7 separate regions of the Mus musculus genome follow, and all the other regions are linked to region 1. The links are chromatin contacts, called in public HiChIP or PLAC-seq and promoter capture Hi-C maps. All regions are on one chromosome and are shown on one strand. Each heading gives the region's core, a stretch centred on a gene start, on an enhancer-like site or on the middle of the called end of the contact. The rest is flanking DNA. Distances are from core to core; before and after follow the strand shown.

Evidence for each region. Promoter capture Hi-C pulls out the DNA fragments that hold promoters and counts their contacts. HiChIP or PLAC-seq counts read pairs in DNA pulled down with a chosen protein or histone mark.
Region 2: an H3K4me3 HiChIP or PLAC-seq map of forebrain shows a contact between it and region 1, with 5 times the contacts expected there. The contact joins the enhancer-like site here to the promoter of Nrbf2 in region 1. A contact is called at or near these places in 9 of 39 promoter capture datasets (the C10 cell line, the HPC-7 cell line, cranial neural crest and 5 more), 1 of 484 Hi-C or Micro-C datasets (bone marrow-derived macrophages), 25 of 115 datasets of contacts at active chromatin or transcription factors (DN3 thymocytes, the NIH/3T3 cell line, astrocytes and 14 more) and 2 of 9 other capture datasets (embryonic stem cells and liver).
Region 3: a promoter capture Hi-C map of liver shows a contact between it and region 1, with 4 times the contacts expected there. The contact joins the promoter of 4930543I11Rik here to the promoter of Nrbf2 in region 1. A contact is called at or near these places in 11 of 39 promoter capture datasets (the 3T3-L1 cell line, 3T3-L1-derived adipocytes, the C10 cell line and 5 more), 1 of 15 datasets of contacts at CTCF or cohesin (the NIH/3T3 cell line), 1 of 484 Hi-C or Micro-C datasets (liver), 9 of 115 datasets of contacts at active chromatin or transcription factors (the NIH/3T3 cell line, bone marrow-derived macrophages, embryonic stem cells and 4 more) and 3 of 9 other capture datasets (embryonic stem cells, liver and macrophages).
Region 4: a FOXA1 HiChIP or PLAC-seq map of pancreatic cancer cells shows a contact between it and region 1. The contact joins the enhancer-like site here to the promoter of Nrbf2 in region 1. A contact is called at or near these places in 9 of 39 promoter capture datasets (the 3T3-L1 cell line, 3T3-L1-derived adipocytes, the HPC-7 cell line and 4 more), 2 of 15 datasets of contacts at CTCF or cohesin (the NIH/3T3 cell line and pro-B cells), 4 of 484 Hi-C or Micro-C datasets (CD4 T cells, bone marrow-derived macrophages, embryonic fibroblasts and 1 more), 35 of 115 datasets of contacts at active chromatin or transcription factors (the 230-238 cell line, DN3 thymocytes, the NIH/3T3 cell line and 21 more) and 4 of 9 other capture datasets (adipose tissue, embryonic stem cells, liver and 1 more).
Region 5: a contact with region 1 is called in an H3K4me3 HiChIP or PLAC-seq map of bone marrow-derived macrophages, with 6 times the contacts expected there. The contact joins the enhancer-like site here to the promoter of Nrbf2 in region 1. A contact is called at or near these places in 10 of 39 promoter capture datasets (the 3T3-L1 cell line, 3T3-L1-derived adipocytes, the C10 cell line and 6 more), 2 of 15 datasets of contacts at CTCF or cohesin (the NIH/3T3 cell line and large pre-B cells), 2 of 484 Hi-C or Micro-C datasets (bone marrow-derived macrophages and nephron progenitors), 11 of 115 datasets of contacts at active chromatin or transcription factors (the NIH/3T3 cell line, bone marrow-derived macrophages, effector CD8 T cells and 5 more) and 2 of 9 other capture datasets (embryonic stem cells and liver).
Region 6: an H3K4me3 HiChIP or PLAC-seq map of bone marrow-derived macrophages shows a contact between it and region 1, with 2.1 times the contacts expected there. The contact joins the enhancer-like site here to the promoter of Nrbf2 in region 1. A contact is called at or near these places in 1 of 39 promoter capture datasets (cranial neural crest), 3 of 115 datasets of contacts at active chromatin or transcription factors (the NIH/3T3 cell line, bone marrow-derived macrophages and embryonic stem cells) and 1 of 9 other capture datasets (adipose tissue).
Region 7: a contact with region 1 is called in an H3K4me3 HiChIP or PLAC-seq map of bone marrow-derived macrophages, with 5 times the contacts expected there. The contact joins the enhancer-like site here to the promoter of Nrbf2 in region 1. A contact is called at or near these places in 7 of 39 promoter capture datasets (the C10 cell line, the HPC-7 cell line, cranial neural crest and 3 more), 1 of 15 datasets of contacts at CTCF or cohesin (the NIH/3T3 cell line), 1 of 484 Hi-C or Micro-C datasets (bone marrow-derived macrophages), 10 of 115 datasets of contacts at active chromatin or transcription factors (the NIH/3T3 cell line, bone marrow-derived macrophages, embryonic stem cells and 5 more) and 2 of 9 other capture datasets (embryonic stem cells and liver).

What each region holds. Positions count from the first base shown.
Region 1 is chr10:67,283,932-67,286,829 of GRCm38.p6, forward strand. Nrbf2 (nuclear receptor binding factor 2) reads right to left here and starts at 1,350. Exons shown (of 4, transcript NM_001036293.2): 1 at 1,166-1,350. The coding sequence starts at 1,195. Gm46200 (a long non-coding RNA gene) reads left to right here and starts at 1,502. Exons shown (of 3, transcript XR_001779690.1): 1 at 1,502-1,589.
Region 2 is chr10:66,877,291-66,880,485 of GRCm38.p6, forward strand. No RefSeq gene overlaps it. Among named protein-coding and RNA genes, the nearest start is that of 1110002J07Rik, 41 kb to the right of the region's middle. Within about 2 kb of position 1,836, at least 11 of the 459 cell types and tissues checked have an H3K27ac peak or open chromatin away from gene starts, as enhancers often do. A contact at or near this core is called in forebrain, where this site is marked.
Region 3 is chr10:67,784,197-67,787,185 of GRCm38.p6, forward strand. It overlaps 4930543I11Rik (a long non-coding RNA gene), which reads left to right and starts at 1,547. Exons shown (of 3, transcript XR_380531.4): 1 at 1,547-2,666.
Region 4 is chr10:66,851,607-66,854,589 of GRCm38.p6, forward strand. No RefSeq gene overlaps it. Among named protein-coding and RNA genes, the nearest start is that of Gm31416, 19 kb to the left of the region's middle. Within about 2 kb of position 1,320, at least 144 of the 459 cell types and tissues checked have an H3K27ac peak or open chromatin away from gene starts, as enhancers often do. A contact at or near this core is called in the 230-238 cell line, 3T3-L1-derived adipocytes, the HPC-7 cell line and 13 more, where this site is marked.
Region 5 is chr10:67,759,293-67,762,102 of GRCm38.p6, forward strand. The region is part of intron 1 of Gm40681 (a long non-coding RNA gene); the gene reads right to left. Among named protein-coding and RNA genes, the nearest start is that of Gm40681, 18 kb to the right of the region's middle. Within about 2 kb of position 1,334, at least 38 of the 459 cell types and tissues checked have an H3K27ac peak or open chromatin away from gene starts, as enhancers often do. A contact at or near this core is called in bone marrow-derived macrophages and pre-B cells, where this site is marked.
Region 6 is chr10:67,688,648-67,691,661 of GRCm38.p6, forward strand. No RefSeq gene overlaps it. Among named protein-coding and RNA genes, the nearest start is that of Gm32438, 3.7 kb to the right of the region's middle. Within about 2 kb of position 1,549, at least 21 of the 459 cell types and tissues checked have an H3K27ac peak or open chromatin away from gene starts, as enhancers often do. A contact at or near this core is called in adipose tissue and bone marrow-derived macrophages, where this site is marked.
Region 7 is chr10:67,741,137-67,743,950 of GRCm38.p6, forward strand. No RefSeq gene overlaps it. Among named protein-coding and RNA genes, the nearest start is that of Gm40681, 36 kb to the right of the region's middle. Within about 2 kb of position 1,360, at least 17 of the 459 cell types and tissues checked have an H3K27ac peak or open chromatin away from gene starts, as enhancers often do. A contact at or near this core is called in bone marrow-derived macrophages, where this site is marked.

The sequences.
Region 1 (2,898 bases), core at 100-2,599:
CACCAGTGTAGCCTCATTAGCCTGAAGTGTAATCCACTTAGAAACGGACGCAGGGTCTAAATTAGTAACTCTTGGGTAGATTTCTCGGAGCTGCAAACCTGGCGCCAGGGATGGAACCATAGCTTTAGGTGTTCACTCTCCAGCGTTGACGCTCAACACTCCCAAATCTCATTAAGTGACAGGGGCTACGGTCTCACTGGAGCAACTAACTCTTCCAATGTTCCATCCATAACGTACAGTTCTACGTGTCTCTTATCTATTCAGTCCTTTAATCCTCACAACGAACGAGGGTTAAAACAAAAACAAAAAAAAACAATGAAGTGAAAATTTTTGTTCAAGGTCTCTTGAGGCTATTAGGTGACTAAGCCCGAGTTCAAATCCAGGAGTTTGGCTCCAGAAATCCATAGTCTGAAACCACAGACTCTGGCTTCTCTGCACAGCACGGACCAGGCTCTTCCAAGCCGGGAGGGAGGGCAGAGTTCCAAAGGAAGCAATCAATCTTTCCCGGTCCTGCTCTCAATCCCTCCGCATCATCGCAAACCACCTACAGACTTGGGACTTGCAAAGTTTTACTCCGCAACACTAAGGAACCAGACGTCTGCATCTGAATTTCATGAACCTTTTCCCAGGAAACCCGAAGATGTCCTGTGATCACACTTAGAACAGAACTGTGGGAGGTTTGGGGTTTTGTGGGGTTGTTTGGGGCGGTGTGTGTGTGTGTGTTCCTTTTTGCCCCAAACAATAATGACCCGGCCCCCTGTGTGTCTCTCTGTATGTGTTTCTGAGAAAGGCAAACACGTCTGGTACTTTCGTGAGCCTTAAAGCAAAGGCACCGGGCTGCGGGGCGTGGACTGGGGTTCCGATCCAGCTGTTTCAGAGGGGCCTTCGCTAGCCCAGCTGCGAGGGCAGCAGGGAAGAGGGGGTGCGGTGTGCGAGGCGCGGCCCCGACACCCCGACTCTGCCCGCGGCCTGCAGGCGGCGGCTACGTGGCGCTGGGACGCGGTCCCAGCAGGGCAGATGCCACGGGCCCCGAGGGAGAGGCCTGAGCCCCGGGGATCAGGGTCCCCTCCATGAGCTCGCGGCTCCCCCTTCAGTGCCGCTTGACCCCCTCAGCCCGCGTTTCCCCGCAGCCTACCGGTCCCCGACTCAGCCCGCGACCACTCACAAGGTTGAGGGGTCCTTCCATCACTTCCATAAACCCCGGGGTGAGCAGCGGCCCGAGGCGGAGCGGCGGCGCCCGGGCACATGGAGGGGCAGCGAGGGCAGGGAGACGCGGCGGCTGGCAGGAGGCTCCTCGCAGAACCCGGAGCCGGCAGTGAGAGCCCAAGAGCGACAGCCGCGCCACTTCCGCCTCCGACGTCGCGTCGCGGGGGGCCGTCCCGGCGTCGCTGCGCGCGGCGGCGTGACGTCGCCACGCGCCGGCGCGAGGCAGGGGGCGCGGCTGGGGTGAGAGCATGGGGTGGGCGGGGCTAGGGGCGGGGCAGCAGCTAAGTGACAAAAACCGCCCCTCTCCTCGCGAGAGGGAGCTCTGCTAGACTTCGGCGGCGGCTGTCACGTGATGAGCCGGGTCTGGCTAGTTGGTTAATAAGGTCACTCTGCACGCTTGACCTTTCTTCCTTCCCGTAGGCTTTCTCAGGTCCTCTCCTTGTACCTCACCCCTCCTTCTCCGTTTCTGTTCTATCTCCGTTGACTTTTTTTTAAAAAGCAAATTTGAGCCAAGTTAACACCCTGCACTAGATCCGCCTTACAGGAGGTTTCCATATTTTTTGCCTTTTGGCAGAGAGTCTGTGGCCCAGATCTTGTACATGTGGCAGTCTTGTGTCGAGCATATGAGCAGGTGCCACCATACCTCCACTCCACCGAGAGGATTTGACAGAGATAAGTGACCCCAGGGTCACAAACTAATTCTAAAGCAAGAAGGATTATAAGCCACCAAGTATAACCGTTCTTCAACAACTATGTACTAAATCACTGTGCTAAGGTCTTTCTGTTTCCGCACCCACTGGCAAGTAGATATGGTTTATGGAGAAAGGGAGATGGAGAGGAGCTGAGAGAACAACTAACATATTGTGTGAAGGAAACCGGGCTTACCTGGAGGTTTTTTTTTTTTTTTTTTTTTTTTAAAGATTTATTTATTTTTATTATATATAAGTACACTGTAGCTGTCTTTAGACACTCCAGAAGAGGGCGTCAGATCTCATTACGGATGGTTGTGAGCCACCATGTGGTTGCTGGGATTTGAACTTCGGACCTTTGGAAGAGCAGTCGGGTGCTCTTACACACTGAGCCATCTCACCAGCCCCTTACCTGGAGGTTTTACAGTACCAAATTCTGTAATGAAAAAAACTTCAAAGAACCACATGAATGTACCTTTAAGAATTTGTAATATTGGAGGACGTGGAGACGCAGGTTGGGTGTTAAAGGAAACCCACCTGGGGTGTGATTTTTTTTTAAGATTTATTTATTTAATTTATTTTAGTACACAGTCACTGTCTTCAGACAGACCAGAAGAGGGCATCAGATCCCATTAGAGATGGTTGTGAGCCACCATGTGGTTGCTGGGAATTGAACTAAGGACCTCTGGAAGAGCAGTCAGTGCTCTTAACCTCTGAGCCATCTCTCCAGCCCCCTGGGATGTGATTTTTTTTTTTTAATATGAAACCTTAAAAAGCCAGCCGAGGAAAGAGCAGAGGCAATGTACAACATCTGTAAACGGGGAGGAAGAGATGACATATATAACTTAATATGAATAATATATAGCATATATATCTAAAATGATTTCAAAAGCCACATGGGTTGTGAAGTGGGCCCTAAGGTTTCAGGTACTAACCAGACCCCAATTACTTACCTTGATTGAAGCTTGGAAGATGCAAACAAGGAGCCATTCGGGCCAGGCCC
Region 2 (3,195 bases), core at 586-3,085, 410 kb before region 1:
TAACAAAAACAAAAAACAAAAAAACCCAGAAAGCTGAAAGAGGCTTATTAGTCTTCTAGTCACAAAAGCAGGGTCAGAAAACAGGATTCCATTTAGCCTGCTCCAACATGCAACTATTTAATTGAGAATTCAGGGGGATAAAGGGCTGGGGAAATGGCTCAGTGGTTAAGAGCACTGGCTGTTCTTCCAGAGGACCTGGGTTCAATTCCTAGTACCTATATGGCAGCTCACAGTTGTCTGTCAGTGTAGTTCCAGGGGATCCAACACTGTCACAGACATACATGCAAGCAAAACACCAGTGTATATAAAATAAATAAATCATATTTTAAAAAAAGAATTTAAGAAAAGTACAACTACAGCCTAATGAAAATAAGCAAAGGGGGCTGGAGAGATGGCTCAGAGGTTAAGAGCACTGGCTGTTCTTCCAGAGGACCTGGGTTCAATTTCCAGCACTCACATGGCCACTCACATCTGTCTATAGCTCCAGTTACACACTGCCTTCTGGCCTCTGAGAGCACCGCACACGTGTGGTGCCCCGACATACTCCTACAGTATAATAATAATGAAGTTTTTAATGTTAAAAAAGATAAAATAAATAAGGGTAGAAGTTAAGGAATTTTAAAAAATAGTTTGATAATAAACCCAGAAGCAGTTTCTGCAGACATATAAATGGGAGTTGGAGGAGACCCGTGGTCTTTTTCACCCCTTCAATGGATCAGTATAGACAATGCTCAGTGGAGGGGCACGTGGGGTCTCATTGCATGCTTCAGAGAGCATGGGATCATATATTGGAGAAGCTTGAGGATATTATTGCAAGTTTGTGTTTGATGAAGAAGAGAGAGAGATTCTCTTTGGTGGTATAACTGCCAATAAGGGGCCATGCTCCTGTAAATAACCAGGAAGTAACTCATTGTATAATTTAAAAGGAAGAGGAGACAGGACTGGGGGGGGGGGGGGGTAAAATCACCTGTCGTTAAGTTCTACCCTAGAACCCCACATGGTCTCAGAGAGAACTGACTCCGGTAAGTTGTTCTCCGGCCACCACAAGTGCTCTGTGGTGCCCACACCCACACACTGAAATAAATAAATGTTGTTTTTTTAAAAAATCATCTAAGGACATGAAGGTAAAGGGAGTTGGGAAAGGGGAGATCAGTAGAGTGTGAGGGGGGACGGAAGAGATGACAGGTGACAAGATCAAACTACATTACATACGTGTATGCACGTGTCAAATGGAACTCATTTCTGTGTATGGGTAATATACACATTAAAAGGTTTATAAAGGACTCTTTAGGCCACAGTAGCATTTAGGATGCCTCTGAAAGGTGATGGCGATGCAGCTTTTCATCCTTGCTTTTTAAGATAGATGTTGATATATGTACAAGTAAACAACCAGGAGGCTGATCATCAGAATGTGAGCCGTATCTCTCTCTGGCGGACAGATTCAGAGAGGCTTTTCTTTCCTCTTTGTACTGCTATACATTTCCTGAATTGTTTACGGTCAGTATTTTTCATTTTTATAGTCAGAATAAAAAAAATAAACCTCTAAAAGCCCTTTTCATCTTTCTGTCCCCGTCAGGATTGAATATGAGATATATTAATGCACAAAAGGGCCACGTAAAATATGCAAAGCAAGCCGGAGCTACATCTGCTTAAGGGAATGTAAGCACCACACGTCTTGTGCCACAATCAATGCTTAAAAAAAAAAAAAAAAAAAAAAAAACAGATTCTGTGACGTGACGTTACTCCTGTTCTCATATCCGATTGTGACCAGCAGATCTACATTCTCATTCCAGGGCAGTCCTACCCCAGTAAGTGGATGAGTTCAACAGAGTGAGGAGCCAAACCGGAGATCCAAGGTCCCAATTAAAGGCAGAGGAAGCGCACTCCAAAGGCAGTTCTGTCTGGGAGGCTTGACAAAGTTCTGTGGTTTCAGTTCAGTCGCAAACTGGCAGTCCCCGAACTGAGTTTGGCCCATAGAAAATATGTTGTTTGGTCTGTACTTGGTTTCTGTAGAATTCTTTTAGAAGCTTGGATTTGAGCGTCGAGAGCCGGGGAGGAATATGCTGGCTGCAGCAGGTACATGCTTTGCATATTGGAATTCATTAATCCTCTAGAGAACATTTGTCAGGAGCTTACAATATGCCAAGCACTCTGTTAAGAACTTCGAGTGCACCAACTCATAAAATGCTTTAACAGCCCAGCCTCCACATTGTCTGAGAGAATACCAAAGCAGAAAGCATCGAGGATAGTTTTCCTCACTGGGGTCCTGTAATCAAGGGCATGGAGATCACTCGGTCAATCAAGTGCCTGCCATGCAAACATGAGGGCCTGGGCTCGGATCCCCAGGACTCTTGTAAAAGCTGAGCGTGGTGGTCATCACTCTGGAGGCAGTGGGACCTGGGAGGGGGGGGGGTTGCGGGGGGAATGGAGCCAATGAATGAGGCAGACTGAAGTCTCATCCAACAGTCAATTTTACTTAGAGCATCAGACAGTTTATAGACCGGGGGTTAAGCAAGGTCATAGGAGGAAAGTTCACAACTGAGTTCTAGCTCACAAGAACGAGCCATGTTTGGAAACACTATCTGAATAACAATAGGAAATGGCTATGTGTAATTCGAAGCAAAACCACTCCTATTCGCTATACCTAGGAGGGGCATGGTGTCTCCTCATAGCAATGGGAACCCTAATTAAGACAATAACTGAGCCCCAAGAGTGTCCAATGGCTTTCATGTTGGTTCCACAGCTGTCTTACACTCGACCAAATCCACACTTCAATAGCTCTGCTCATCCTGGCCATTGTTGAGTACATGCTTGTGCCATGGTCAGCAAGCCATTGACCTGAGAATGGGATGTCTGTCTTCTGTTGGGTTTAAAGCAGCCTTGTTTGGACCAGAAGGTCAGATGTCTTTCCCCACAGTGAGCATAACTCCTCATATCCATGGATGACTTGACCTCATACTCTAAAAGGGTCAACACTTACTGGACACTCAAAAGACATTATGCTTTACACAGTCAATGGAGAAAAGTAATTGGTGTCTCATCAGAATTAAAAGGTTTGGGGCTAAGGATGTAATTCAGGTTGGCAAGTGTTTTCCCACCATTCACAAAGCCCTGGGCCCGTCCCCAGCATTGCCTAAACCCAGCATGGTAGCATATGCCTGTAATTCCAGAACTGGGGGTAGACATGGAAAGGCC
Region 3 (2,989 bases), core at 297-2,796, 500 kb after region 1:
TCCTGGAGCTTTCTGATCAGATCATTTCACCAAATTGATGAGCTCCAGGTACAGTGGCAGACCCTGTCCTAAAGAATCAAGATGGAGAACTGTGGAAAAAGACATCCAGTATTCATCCCTGGACACTACATGTCTACACCACATGTGCACACACATGAACAGGTACACATACACAAGCAACAGACACACACCTCTCTACACACACACAGAGGGAGAAGAAAAGTCAGAAGTAGACTAAATAAATCAGTGTTGTCTGTTTCACCTAAGAGTGATCCATCTGTTGCCTTCAGCCTCAAGGTGTCTTGTGGAAAATGAGGTTCTGGGTATGAAGTTCAAGACCTTGCCCAGGCTCTTTCAAGACAGAGAGCACTCTACCGCCAAGCTCCATCTCCATCCCTCGAATTCCTTAAAGTATCATTTTGCAAACACTTAAAACCTCAGGTCATACATTAAGAATACATTCCATCATCATAATTTCATGAAGATACCTTGAGAGACTCCAGTATCATCATATCACAGATGAAAATACAGATTGGGGGTGTTGTAGTTTATGTGAACCTTCAGGAATACTACGGTAAGCAAAATGGTGGGAGCCCTGCCCCCGAGGACGCCCTCATGCTGAAACCTGTGCATGTTTAATGCAAAAGGACTTTGGAGGGTGTTATTAATGGCAAAGTGTAAGGTGTTCTGGGTTATCCAAGTAAGTTCAAGATAATCACAGGGCTCTTTTCAGAAGGAAAAAGGAGGGCGAGAGCCAGTGTAAGAGGCAATACTACAGACTCACAGTCAGAGATCTGGAGGCTACATTGTTTTGGAAATATATACCATTGTCCAAGCTATACTTAAACCTCTATAAGCTGGGAGAGATGAGAAACAGGCATTTCTTCCAACATGAAGAAAGACACAGTACCTTCCTGCACCCCCAGTACCTTCATTTGAGCATGCTATGACCTGTTTTGGATTTCTGTGCCCCAGAGCTGAAGACACTAAATTTGCATTGTTTTACAGGTGATGCAGGGCTGACTAAGGCCAAAGGATGGTAGGTGTAATCCTGATCAGGAGAGGAGAGCAATTAAGACAGGTGAAATGGTGAGAAATGATGTTTCCATGGCCTCCTTTTTCTCAGACCAATATCCTGTTAACTGTTGCTCTGATCGCTCCTCTTTTTCTTAAGCAACAATCATCTCCCCATTAGAATTCCATAGACACAGGAATGAAGTCATTTTACTGCACGTTTATTTAATCATTGAAGGTGTGTGTAAGGAAGTGGGCAAGTGGAACTCAGAGGTCAGTTTTCTCCTCCCATCTTGTGAGTCTTTGAGAAGTGAACTCATTAGTGTTGACATCAAGTGTCTTTACCCACTGGGCCATCCTGCCAGCCTCCATTAGTCCTTCTTAATCATGGAATTCTGGCTTCTACCCCATTTAATGGGACTACTTGACAGTGTGCTGCATAGTAACTCTCTTAGTCACAGGTTGCTCTGACTGTTACTTAGGAACACCATGGAATCGTACCCACTGGAAGTACTCCAAGCTCCAAACTCCAAATTCTGAGTCATCTGCTTGGGTTATAAAGTCAACAGTCACAGACTGGCCTTGCATCACTGGACCCAAACCTTTGACCTAACTTTCCCGTCTAAGGTGAAGAGAAAATGACAAAGCAGTTAGCTTTAACCCAGCTTATCTGTTTGGCATTGCTGCAAGAGAGCACTTGAGACTTGGTTACTTAACATAAAGAGAACAGCACTTGGCTCAGAGCTCCAGGAGTCCGAGACATACACGACTGAAGTGTCCCTTCAAGCTAGGTCCTTCTGCTTTTTAAAACATTGCAGGATACAATACATCATGAGAGGACACACCTAAGAGAGGAGGAGAACTAAGCCTGGTTCGTAACAAACCCACTGTCATGCTAACGAATCCACTCCCAGGATGGCGAGTCTACTTGTGAGCAAAGAATCCTTATGACCTGGCTATCGGTTAGCCACTTGGTGAAGATCCTGCCAACTAAAATCTAACAGGGAAGCTTAAGATTCCAGTAAAGAGCAGGGAGTAGAGTGTTTCTGAACAGCACAGAGCTATGAGGCAGAGGTACCTATCAACAGAATTAGAGAGCGATCCAGGCAGACACTAGAAGATAAACTCGTTTATCTTCTCACATCTGCCAAGTCATGAAGGGCAGCTGTGTGGCATATCTTCTGTCCAACTTGCTTCCCAATGGCTCGTTCTGCCTTGAGTATAGCAGCTATAAGAGATGGGGGCAATGGTGGAACTAGAGGAAACTCCAAGTGCGAGTGGTTCTATTGGCATTAAGAAAGTGACACCAGATTTTTCTTCATACAGAGGACAGTGGGTCACCAAGTGCTGTAGACCCAGTGAGAAGATCACTGTTGACTCCATAGGAATTCTCGACATGGCTTCTACCTTTTGAGTGTGCAATGCTTTTTGTGTTAAATCATCTTTTTTTCCTACTTTAGGAAATAGAACCAGATTATAACTCACTCCACAGAATTCATATTGCTTCTGCTTGCACCCCCCCCCCTTGCACTTTTAGCATTAAAACTCCTAGGAATTAGGACACAACTCTTCCTGACCCAAATATGAGTGGTTTGGTTTCTGACAGTGGACAGAAGTTTAACAGGAAGAGGACGAGCAAAAACAGAAGGCAGGTTGGTTCCAAGAAGAAAGGCTTAATGAACGGGGTGCTCTTAGAACTGACTTTCAATGTGACAAGGATTTTCTTCAAGCTCCTCCCCCCACTTCAATGCCCCCATCACTCTTGATTCTCTCTGTGCCTTTAGTTTGCATTACTGTACAGCGTTTACAGTGTGCCATGCCCACTCTACATATTTTATGTAAAGATAGCCCCTAACTTAATAATGGGTAGGCCCACAATTTTCCCACTTCCCGAAGGAAGAGAAACACTACATCATTAAGCTATGACTTCTGCTTTTTCATGTAAAAGACACATTTTCAATTTAGAAGCTTGATA
Region 4 (2,983 bases), core at 70-2,569, 430 kb before region 1:
TATATTTTATTATGCAGAAAAATGAAATTCAAATAAGAAACCACATTCCTTGAAAAAGAGAAAAATGATGGAGACCATGACATCTGACATTCATTCTATGTATGCATGTGTGTGCCTGTATGTGTGTGTGCTGCATGTGTATGTGTGTCCACATGTGTTTTGGGGCTTGCGTGTGCATGCATGCATATGTGTGCACATGCATATGTGCACAGGAGTGCATGTGTGTTCCAGTGTGTGTGTACATGTGTGTACTGCATGTGGTTGGGTGTTTGTACATGTGTATAAATGTTCAAATGTCCAGAGGACAGCCCCCAGTCACTTGTCTGTCAGGAGTCACACTTGTTTTTTACACAGGGTCTCTCCCTGGCCTAAAGCTCAGCCTGGTTTTTGCTATCTCCACGTCCCTAGTACTGAGATTACAAGCATCCATCATGAGATTCCCAGAAGATACCAGTTTCATGGGGATGCGTTGCTTCTAGAGGTCAAGCTCAGGTCATCATGCTTGCAAGGCAAGCACTTGACTAAGCCACTTCCCTATCGCCTGATACTCACTTCTGATGGTAACAGTCAGCTTAGTGTTCAAATAGCATAGAGCGACAAAAAAGAATAGAGCAATTCCCAGTTCCGACTGTAAATACAGACAGTGATAAACAGGTTCTAGCCAGGTTTGTTTAAATCAAGGGCTAGAGGCAAGCAATACTGGTCAAGACCCGGTCCAGGCCACCATCAGCTCAGATGCAGTCTGCCCTGGGAGGTGATCTGATAAGCTCTCAAACTGCGTTAAATCTCGGGGCTGGAGAGATGGCTCAGAGATTACAAGTACTGGCTGCTCTTCCAGAGGTCCCTGGTTCAATTCCCAGCACCCATGTGGCAGTTTATGTTTGTCTGATCCTCCAGTTGCAGGGGACCTCATACAACCAAAAAGTCATGCAAGCAAAACATCAATGCACATGAAAAATAAAATAAAATAAAATAAAATAAAATAAAATAAAATAAAATAAAATAAAGAAGTCATCAAAAGGAATCTTTTTTTTAAACTGTGTTAAATCTCTTTCAGGAAAGCAAACCCCTCCTCTGAGGGGCACCAGGCTCGTAGCTCTTCCCTTTTCCCAGCATGAGACTTCTGGGGAAATTCCAGTTTCTTGAAGACCATTGATTCAACAGTCTGATAGCCAAAGGGGGGACCCCAAGGGCTTCTTTAGCTTGCCTTCATTGCTGCCAGGACAGGCACAAAAGGAGAGTTGCTGTCTACACACCAACCCGTGACCTACTCAAACAGTGAGGAGAAAAATGGAGACAGAAATAGAAACTGCTTCCTCCTGGCACCCCAGCCCAGCTGATGATGTCTTAGTCATTGTCATGTGCGGCTACAGACTAACATCTGAAGACAGAGTCGGAGGAGGTTGTGAAATAAATTATAATATAGTCGGTTGGTTTTTTTCTTTAATCTGCTTTAAATTTTGCACTAAGCAAACCTTAAACAAACAAACAAAAATCTCGAAAGTAGGAAGAGAGGTCACTTTTATTCAAGGAGACAGAGCAGTTAGTTACCAAAAAAAATACCAGCTTTGCTAGGCGTGCATTTTAATTTGCCCTGCATTGCGTTGTTATCACGAACAATCACGAAGCAAATTGTAGGCAGATGCCTCTGGCTGTCCGAAAAGCGTATCAAATGAAAGACAAAGTTTCCTTGGTTCTTAGCAAATGTCATGAGGTTTTTGGGCAACGCTGAAATGCTCAAATGCAATTGAGAATGATAATCAGGTCTGCCAGTAGGGGGCGCGCAAACCAAATTTAGAAAGCGCTTCGAAATGGGCGTTTACGGAAGGAACGGATTAGGGAGCACAGCAAACTAAAGAGCAAAGTCAAATCTTCAGGGTAAAGCTTCTGCCATCTGTGCGAGAGCACAGATCTCAGAAGCTTAGGAGGTGGAAGGGACAGCTGTAGGTAGAATGCAAGACAATCCATCTAACGCCCGTTATTATTTACCCCTTTATTTCTACACCCTATTTTTATTTTGTTCATTTGGTTGGTTTTGCTCTTTACATAATGCTGGGTGTCTGTCTCAAATGCCAGCTAATAAGCACGTTCGTCAGCTAATAAGCACGTTCCTCATTTCTCCCATACATCTGATCTGAGTTTCATGATTCCTAGAACTCTTTAGCCTCTGTCCCCTGACCCTCAGGTTGTAATAACTAATTAACTCATATGCAACTTTACTGTTTTTTTTTTTTTCAAAACAAGGTCTCACGTATTGTGGGATAGCTTCCAAGAGTGACCCCGAATTTCTAATCCTCCTGCCTTCACCTCCAAAGTGTTCCAAGAGTTTGGATTACCTGCTTCACCACAACGCTTGGTGGCGTGGTGCTGGGGATGGAACCCAGGGCTTTTCGCATGCTCAGCAAGCACTCTTTGAGCTACTACACCTGACGCTCTGGCTCTTGCAGAACTTAAAAGACATCCTTTGCTAACCAAATCACTTAAGTTTTACTGGAAGTGAAGCATAATGTTGCACTCTACTAATCAAGTATAGATTGCTTTCCCTTGAGTTAGGCAAAATTCAATCTTGTTTAAAAAAAAAAAAAAAGACAAGAGTCCTTCCTCTGCCTACAATTTACAAATCCATCTATTTTCAACAGAGTCCTTCAAAATTCTGCACCAGCTTTTCTCCCAATAAACAACAGGTCCTCGTCTCCTAAAATAGTTTCGGGCATGAGGGCTGAGTCTGCTTTTGCAGACACTTTTTGCATAGCTGAAAAATCATTTTTGAAGAACCGATGCTCTTTGAAATGTGGCAATAGTTACTCGCCTATTGTCTAGGCACAGAGAAAAGCCCTTTGGAATTGTCTAGGCACAGAGAAAAGCCCTTTGGAATGGCTTGGAAAGCACCCACACACACACACACACCCCAAAAAAACGGTAGGTTCAGATAGTATGTTGGAGTATCCTGACTGGGTAACTTTACAAGAATCCTCCTAACTTG
Region 5 (2,810 bases), core at 84-2,583, 480 kb after region 1:
TGACAAGGTGTCAAATGTCGCAATCAATTGTTCTGTGCCGTGGCTTTCCCTTCTGTAAGATGGACACAGTCTGTAACACCAATGCCTTGACTATAGCAGTGAGTGGCAGAGACGCCCAAGGTACACAGAACATGGCCAGCACTAAACAGTCTTCAGGATTGTTTAAGTCACTCTGTAACCAACACAGCCTTCAGACCTCTTTTTCTCTGGCCCACAGAATGGATAGACGTTGATTAGATAATGATTTATTAGGTACAGATTCAGTAGCTTGCTGTAAATGCCATTTCTCAGTGTATTATAGATAACCAGACACCATGCTACCTGAGGCTATAGCACACACTTGCAAATTCAGGAAGTGTGCATGCCTTGCTTTAATGCTAATGCCTCATTACCTAACAGGTAGGAAGGGCTAACTCTTGGTTAAGTATTTTTGAACACATACACACACAGAAAGACAGACAGGCAACACACAGACACACAAACACACAGACACACATATACACATACACATACACATACACATACACATACACATACACATACACATACATATACATATGTGTGTACATATATATATATATATATATATATATATATATATATATATATCATGCATGCACATATACACACACAGAAACACACACACATAGAGACAGAAATACACACGCACATACCCCACACACAGAGAAATATACGTGTGCACACACACACTTTGGCATAACAGCCTTTTTAATTGAGCATCTTCACGAGAAGGAGTTCACAACTGTCTGTTTCTATTAAGATTTTTCTGTTGATTGTTGGCATTTAATTTGACTATAGAATCCAAATCTATTCCTCATCAGGTTTTAAAATCCTCATTCAACTTCTCCATATAGAGAAAACACTAGTCCAAACTTGACAATAATAATAATAATAATAATAATAATAATAATAGCAAGATTCTCAATCATGTTCCATTGTTGTGGAGCCTGCTAGCATGCACACACATATGCTGGCACTTTTGTGGTGTGATTGGAGCCTCTGGTGACTTGGAATGTAAGTTCCTCAGACAATCGTTCAACCATCACGGCTTCAACCCTTTGGATCCTGAAGAGCTTTCCACAGCTCCCACATATTTCTGACTTGACGGCACTCATAGGCAGCAGCCGCCTCTGTTTTTAATTGGCCCTTTGGTGAGGATGAAGCTGGGCAGGATTAACAGTCACAGGCTGGATCCTGAAGGGGGAGATGTGTTTGGAGGATGGGGGTCACAGAAATCGAGCCTCACCTACTACATACAGCAGAAGGCCAGACACAGCCCAGGTCCACACCCAGCCTCTCCTCCTCAGGATGTTGCTCAACATCCCTTGGGGGAAGGGATGGGGGTGGAGGACAGGCAGTGGCTAATTTAACATAATCAACATGTAATAAACTCCATTTTGCTTTTAAAGTAACAAAAAGAGAAGGAAAAAAAATCCCTTAGTGTAGTTTCTAGACTTTTCAGTCGTAGCAGGAAATGGTGCCAGGGGAAGTTGAATTTGCAAGGCCCCACTCAGCTGGAACGCCTCCCACCCCCACCCCCATCTTCTCCAGATTGAAGATCTTCAATTCCAATTTCAGTATCTCTCCTTTCTCTCTCCCCCTCTTCCACCCCTCCCCCTCTTCCTTTCCTGTTTCTCCCTCTCCTTTTTCTTCCCCGTCCCCCTCCCCCCTTTTATTATGATCTTCTTGGAGTTCCAGTAAAAAGTAATAAATCCTCTCTTGGGGCAGGGGAGGGGTGCAGGATCGCATTTTGCTTGTGACCCCTGGTGATATCCTCACCTCTTAAAAAAGGGGGGGGGGTTCATGGGTCCAAGTTAGTCATCTCTGTTCCTTAGCCAGTCGGATGTATTAAGTTGTCATCTTCATAATTCTTATGTCACCAAAAACCTTCCATGGGCTCAGGAGAAGGGAGCTTCTTTCTGAGACCCTTGAGGTCATGGTAATTAAATCCAGTCAAACTCTCTGCCAGGCACAGTGCAAAATGAACTGGACTCCACATCACACAGAGAATCGGGTTTGTTATAAGAGATGTGGGTCCCGTCATGCCTCCTCCTTCCAAGTCCTAGAACACAGCTCCTTACACTATAGATCAAATCACTAAACACGGAGGTCACGAAAAGCCAAGGAAACCGTAAAAGGGAAGGGTTTCTGAACTCACTGACAACCGAAAATTAATTCCGTATCAAACCCACAAGCAAACCAAGGTGCGTCACATGATTTCGCCACAGCACACGGTTCAGAGCCCTGCTCCCAGCACGGCTCCCGGGACACATTAAGGAACACTGCACAGAATATCTCAGCTCAGGTTCAAGTCCACTCTGCTGTTTTAATGTGCATATCATTTTCTATTCTTATAGTAACATTTCCTGGCCAAACAAACAAATAAACCAACCTTAATATTTTCCCACCAGCATAACTTAGAATGTATCAAATCAGCTTGTCTTTGAGTTGTATTATGTGATAACATTTAATTCAGAAAAAAAAGAAAAAACTACTGTTCTAAGTTGCTGGCTGGCTTTAGTTTTGTGAAAACAAGTTTTCAATGAATTTTGGCTTGAGATTAGGGTACAATTGAAAACAATGTCTGAAAGGACCCTGATCATATGTCTGCCACTTTTGTAGTATGAATTTATGCGGGGTGGTATTCTCAGCATTGAAGATTATGAAGTCAAATGACCTATGAACTCTGAAAAACACTGAAGATGCTCTATAGAAATACTCTGCGGTATCAGACATTCAGCCAAGATTTAGTCCTTTATGTAAAAATAGACATACATGTTCACCAAGTT
Region 6 (3,014 bases), core at 299-2,798, 400 kb after region 1:
TGGCCTTTATGGGCGCCAGGCATGCACATGGTAGCGGACATACATGCAGGCAAAACACCCATATACAGAAAAAAGAAATTGAAAAAAAGAAACCAGTTCTTGCTGAAGAAGACTCTTTTTGATCTTTTTCATGAGCTTGAGCTAGAGCTAAGGAATTCATCACCTCAGTCAAAGCTAGAAAACCTCACTAATATTGCATTTATATTCCTAGGTACCTAGTGGACCTTAGCAATAATAGCTGACCCTAGAGTATTCATTCTCAGAGCAATGATCACCTCCTGTATAGTCCAGGCGGTGTGATGGCATTAAAGACACTGAGACCTAATCTTCTCTTCAGAGTTCCCTCTGACTCGGCATGCATGCTATGACATGCAGAAAGCAGGTCCCTCTCAAGTCAATGGACAAAGAAAGGTATGGGTGCCTTTCTGAGGCATACTCCCTCTACCCAGAACTGACAACTTCTTCCTGACCCTCACAGTGTCTTACTTGAACAACTTACTTGAACACAGTTCTCAAGGACTGTCATTGTTTGAATATGCCTGGCCCGGGGAGTGGCACTATTTGGAGGCGTGGCCTTGTTGGAGTTGGTGTGTCATTGTGGGCGTGGGCTTTGAGACCCTCATCCTAACTCCCTGGAAGTCAGTATTCAGCTAGCAGCCTTCAGATGAAGATGTAGACCTCTCAGCTACTCCTGCACCAGGCCTGCCTGGATGCTGCCATGCTCCCAACTTGATGATAATGGACCTGTAAGGCAGCCCCAATGAAATGTTGTCCTTTATAAGACTTGACTTGGTCATGGTGTCTGTTCACAGAAGTAGAACCCTAACTAAGACAAGGACTAAAGCAGCTTTGACTGGTTTAGGCAACACAAAATCTTATCAATGATTAGTTTGCCAGCCTAACCCTCAGAAAGTCTAGCCAAGAGTGGTTGCAGTTCATACTCATGAGCTATCCAGTCTTTTAGAGATGGGGTGAGGGGCAGGTACCTAAGAGCCAATGATTGTTATCTTCCATAGTGCAGACAGTAGTTAAGTGGTCTCACCCAACCCAGGGGTCATGACCTTCTTCTAGACCTCTTTCAAACTGGGCAGAAGGTCCAGCCTTGTGATTTCTTTGAAAAAAAAAAAAAACCAAGTTTCAGTAGAATGTCTCCCCAGCTTCCTTCCTGCTTGCCCTTTGCCCAAGTCCTTGCCACTTGATCTGCTGGGGAAGATTCCTGTAAACTTGTGTCTTACTTAGACTCGGCTCTAGATGCTGGTTATGTTTCTGGCAATTATGGAAATACCTGAGTGTTGGAGGAAATAAGGCAGTGCAGCCAAAATAGCAGTCATCAAGCTGTCTGGAATGGTCACTAACCAGCGTGCCGTGGCCTTGAATCATGGGTAATATCGGCCCGCAAGGAGAAGCTCTTCCAGGGTTGACAGTCTGGAGAGAGTGCATACCACATAGGAGCTGCCCTGACTTCCAGCTTCAGCTGGAGGCCCTCTGTGTGTCTTGGTTTGTGGTCTCCCATCTCAAGAGCCTCAATGACTTGTCATATCAAAACACAGTGACACTGATTCTCTTGGGTTCCTCTTTCACGGGTAAGGACCCTTGTTATGACATTGGACTCATGGGATAAGCTCGAGTCATCTCCACATCTTAAGGTCAGCTGATGACTGCCTCAATTCTCTATTCCCTGCCGTGTTAGAGATCCAGGAGTCTGTGGCAGGAGCATCTTCGAGAGGATGCATTGGTGGGCTTGCCCACCCAGGCTCAGCCCACGCCCTTTGGGAATACGAATTTGCCTGTGTGCTGTGTGAACTGGGGAAAGCAAGAATTCCTAGGTGGCGGGCAACTGTCCAGATAGAAAATGAGAACTGGGAGCTCAACCTCAAAAAGAACAGAGGTTCAACGTTTAAAAAAAAAAAAATCAAGGCCAGCTGGGCGCTTGGCAAGTCACAGGAGAATGAGGGTACGGAATGGGAAAATTACCCCTGCCTTCTTCAGTAGCTCCTGGGCACGGCAGAGGACATTAAACACTGCTCAAACCTGTGACCCCTCCCAACTCATTACCAACTCATTTAATTCAGTTAAAAATACAACAGCACACCATTTTTTAAAAAAGAGTTTTAAAAATGAAACTAAAACCCATCTTGCGAAAATTTGGTGGGCCTGACATCTGAATGAGCTAGACGATTTCCAAAAGAAACTCTTTATTTATTTATTTTTTTATAAGTAGATACTATAGTTTATCTTGAAACTGGGTCTGGTAGCACCAGACTGTAATCCCAGCTACTCAGAAGACTGTGGAAGGAGGGTGTCTCTAGTTAAGGCCTTGTTTAGACTACAGAGCCAAGTTCAAGGACAGCTTGGACAATTTCACAAAACTGTCTCAAAACTGAAAGTGAAAAGGGGTTGCGGCATTGACTCCGTGGAGAGCTGATGCGATATGCAGAAGATTGTAAAACAAATACATTGGTAAAGGTTAAGTTTTAGGACTTACTGACATAATAAGACACTCAATAACCTTATCAAAGTGTACTCAAACCATCGAGGATAACCTTAAGGTTTCAGCAGAGACCCTCGGTATATAAATATATAGTCTATTATTAGACACAAAATTATTGTTAGCATAACTATCTAGATAAAATTTCAAACTCACTAGCAAGCAAAAATGAGGTGTTGAGGCTGGAAAGAAAGGTGGCTCAGTGGTTAAGAGCACTGACTGCTCTTCCAAAAGACCAGAGTTCAATTCCCAGCATCCATATGACAGCTCACAACTGTCTGAAGTTCCAGTTCCAGGGGATCCAACATCCTCACACAGACATACATGCAGGGAAAACACCAGGCCATGCAAAAAAGAAGAAAAAAATAGGAGATGGTGATTATCAAATGAGCACAGATACAATTTTTTAAAACAAGTTATTACTGTGTGAACTACAAACCTTCTGGAAGGGAATTTTGTAATACAGATCAAGAGTCCAGAAACTTTCTGCGCTTTATCTTATTGAGTTAAATGATTAAGGGTTCTT
Region 7 (2,814 bases), core at 110-2,609, 460 kb after region 1:
AAATAATAGTACATTGTCTTTATGGAAGACTTCTCCCCCACCCCACCCTCCAAGTAACATAAGTCTCTTTCTTGTCAGCTCATTTAGCTGCACATAAAGCTTTCTGAAATAGACTGCACCCCATCTTTCTTAAAAACATTTGAACTTTGTATGGGGAGGTGCAGGAGAGCAGAAAGAGGTCTTTTTCTTAAGTCTGGGGGTAGCAAGTGAAACCAGCAAAGACCTAGACTTCCTGGGTCTACTGAACTGTGTATAATTTCAGATCTTTTGGGCATGTTGCTTTCTGGAGCAATAAGTAACCTGTTTGGTAAGACGTGACCATGTGACTCTGCCTAGGACTATCCCGAAGGGAAGCAGAGGCCAGAGCTAGGAAGTTAGGAAGAGACAGAGGGCCCTTGCTTTGGTCTTTCTCTTGGTTCTGGTTCATGTTCTGCTCTTTATCAGAATACAGAGGTTGTGTAAGTCGGGAACAATGGAGGTTTATTGGGGCTGGAGACTGGGGAGCAGGTTTGAGGGGTAAGAGCATCTGCATCTGGCAAGGGCTTTCTTGCTTTGTCATCATTTTGTGGAAGGAGTTTCAGAGAGACTTCACCTACCTACCCTGAATGTGCAGTGTCTGAGGATTGATCTGGTGAAACTGAGCTACGCATCAACATAGGCATAAATGTTCATCCCTCCCTCCCTCCTGACGGTGGATGTGGCGGGGGGGGGGGGGGGGGGGGTGTATGTGGGAGGGACCAGCCAGCCCACACTCCTGCTGCTTTGCCTCTGCAGCCTTAATGGGCTGCACTTTTACCTGCTGCAGAAACAGACCCTTCCTCCCTTAAGCCGCTTGTGCTGGATACTTTGTTACAAGAACAAGGAAAGTAGCCAGCGCTCACCCCTTCTCCCATTCAGATTTACTTAAGACACAGGAAAAGGAGAATTTATCAAGTTCACCCCCTCAGTGTCTTGACAAGAGTCTCATTCCAATAGGGGGTCAGAGCCAAGATGTCTTAAATGGTTGGGATTTCAGACCCATCCGGTTACTGTGGCTGTATCCAAATTAGAGAATATAAAATAAAGGAAGGTAAAAATAAGAAAAGAAAAAAAATACAATGGAAGTCACATCTCTAAAACATCGGGACATCTATACTCTGTGGACCTTGCTCCTCACACATTTGGCAGAAGTTGAGAATCAAAACAACAACAAAACCAACAAAATAAAAAACCACCCACTGTCTCAAGAGGCCTCCAGCAGGAACTTACAAGGCAAAACGCTTTAGTTGTAGACATGAAATTGCTGGAAGAGTCGGGAACGGGGTGAGCTGGTCAGGAAACATCGACTTCCTGTGAATGGTCAGGAAACATCGACTTCCTGTGAATGCTCCCATGGCCTTCCACTCTGGCCAGCTCCAACTGCTCAAAACTCGCAGACAGCAGAACTCTTCCCAAGGCAGCTCCTTTGGCTCTGCCAGCTCCCAGTTGCTGTGACTACAGCTTCCCTTGCCCGTTAGGAACCCATTCCGGTAGGGGTTGTTAAAACAGACCAGGGAGAAGGACTTCGGTGGGAAACGTGAAGTTCTGCAGCAACTGCAGATTTGCGAGCTTAAGATGAAGACGGAATCTTTGGCTGTCTGGCACAAAGATGGCTTTGGAGTTGATTTTAGTGGCTTCAATGAAACAGACACTGAGGGTGATAGATGTCTTTCGTCACCGTGGCATAAAAACATTGCTAACTACCTCTACTCCGATGAAAGCCCTCCCCTGATGTTTGATGTAAGAAGGTAGATTAGTATGCGGAGTCCATTAACCACAGCCACCAATTCCAGCGTAAATCAGGCTGACCTCCTAAATTAAAGATGAGAGAAAGCAACTGTGACAGGAAGCCATGTTGAGATGCCTGTCTTCCGGAGAAAGGGGAAGTATGTTTTCTCGAGCTAGCCCACACAGAATCCAATATTTACTATGATTGCTGAGAAGACAGAAAGGTGCTCAGAGATGACTCCTGCTTCACAGCTTCGCCAACCTTCAAATGAGTCACTCTAAGCCTATGGAAATGAGGATAGGAAAATGGATCTTTGGTTCCACTGAGTCATGAATGGGGTGGGGGGTGGGGCGGCGAGGAGCAAGATGTAAATGTATGGGTTAGGCTGGCAAAAGTTTCCAGACTGTTTTCAACCAGGGGAACTCGGATTAAGGACTGCTGACCTGGAGACCAGCTTGCATTTTAGACCTTTGGCTCCAGAAGCCAGCAAGCAGTACCACATTGAAGCAGAATTGGCTGTGTGGGTGGCAGAGGTCTGAGACGCCAAGACTCCCAAGATTAGAACCATGGGAAGGTCTTAGGGCATGGGGTCAGGAGGCAGAGGGGAGCCCTGGTTGGGTCTATGGGGCAGGACCCTCAGCAGTTGCTGACTCTGATGTGGAAAACCAAGGAGAAATACTTTTGCTCCTTCACACCAGCCGGTCACTCTCTGCTGCCTTCCATTGGCTGCGCCCAAGCAGATGCTGCCCCATAGGAACCCTGGAAAGGCAGCCTGCAGGAGACACCACCCCCTCCCCAAGTGAGAGAGCAGGGCAGGAGAAGGGTAAGAAACTGACCTGGGGACAGGCAGACACAGGCCAGGCCCATCGAACATGCTGGGATCATTTTCTACCTTTACCGCAATGACCTCACCTCACCCGAGGCCAGACCGTGACAAATCAATTGCAAGCCGCAAAAGCTGGCTGGTGGGGACTCCCGGGTGAATCTCTGCCTCATGTTTTGGATAGCTATTTAACTCTACCAGGGCCTGTCTCAACTCCTTTTTCAGCTGGCACCTTCTTTCTTCT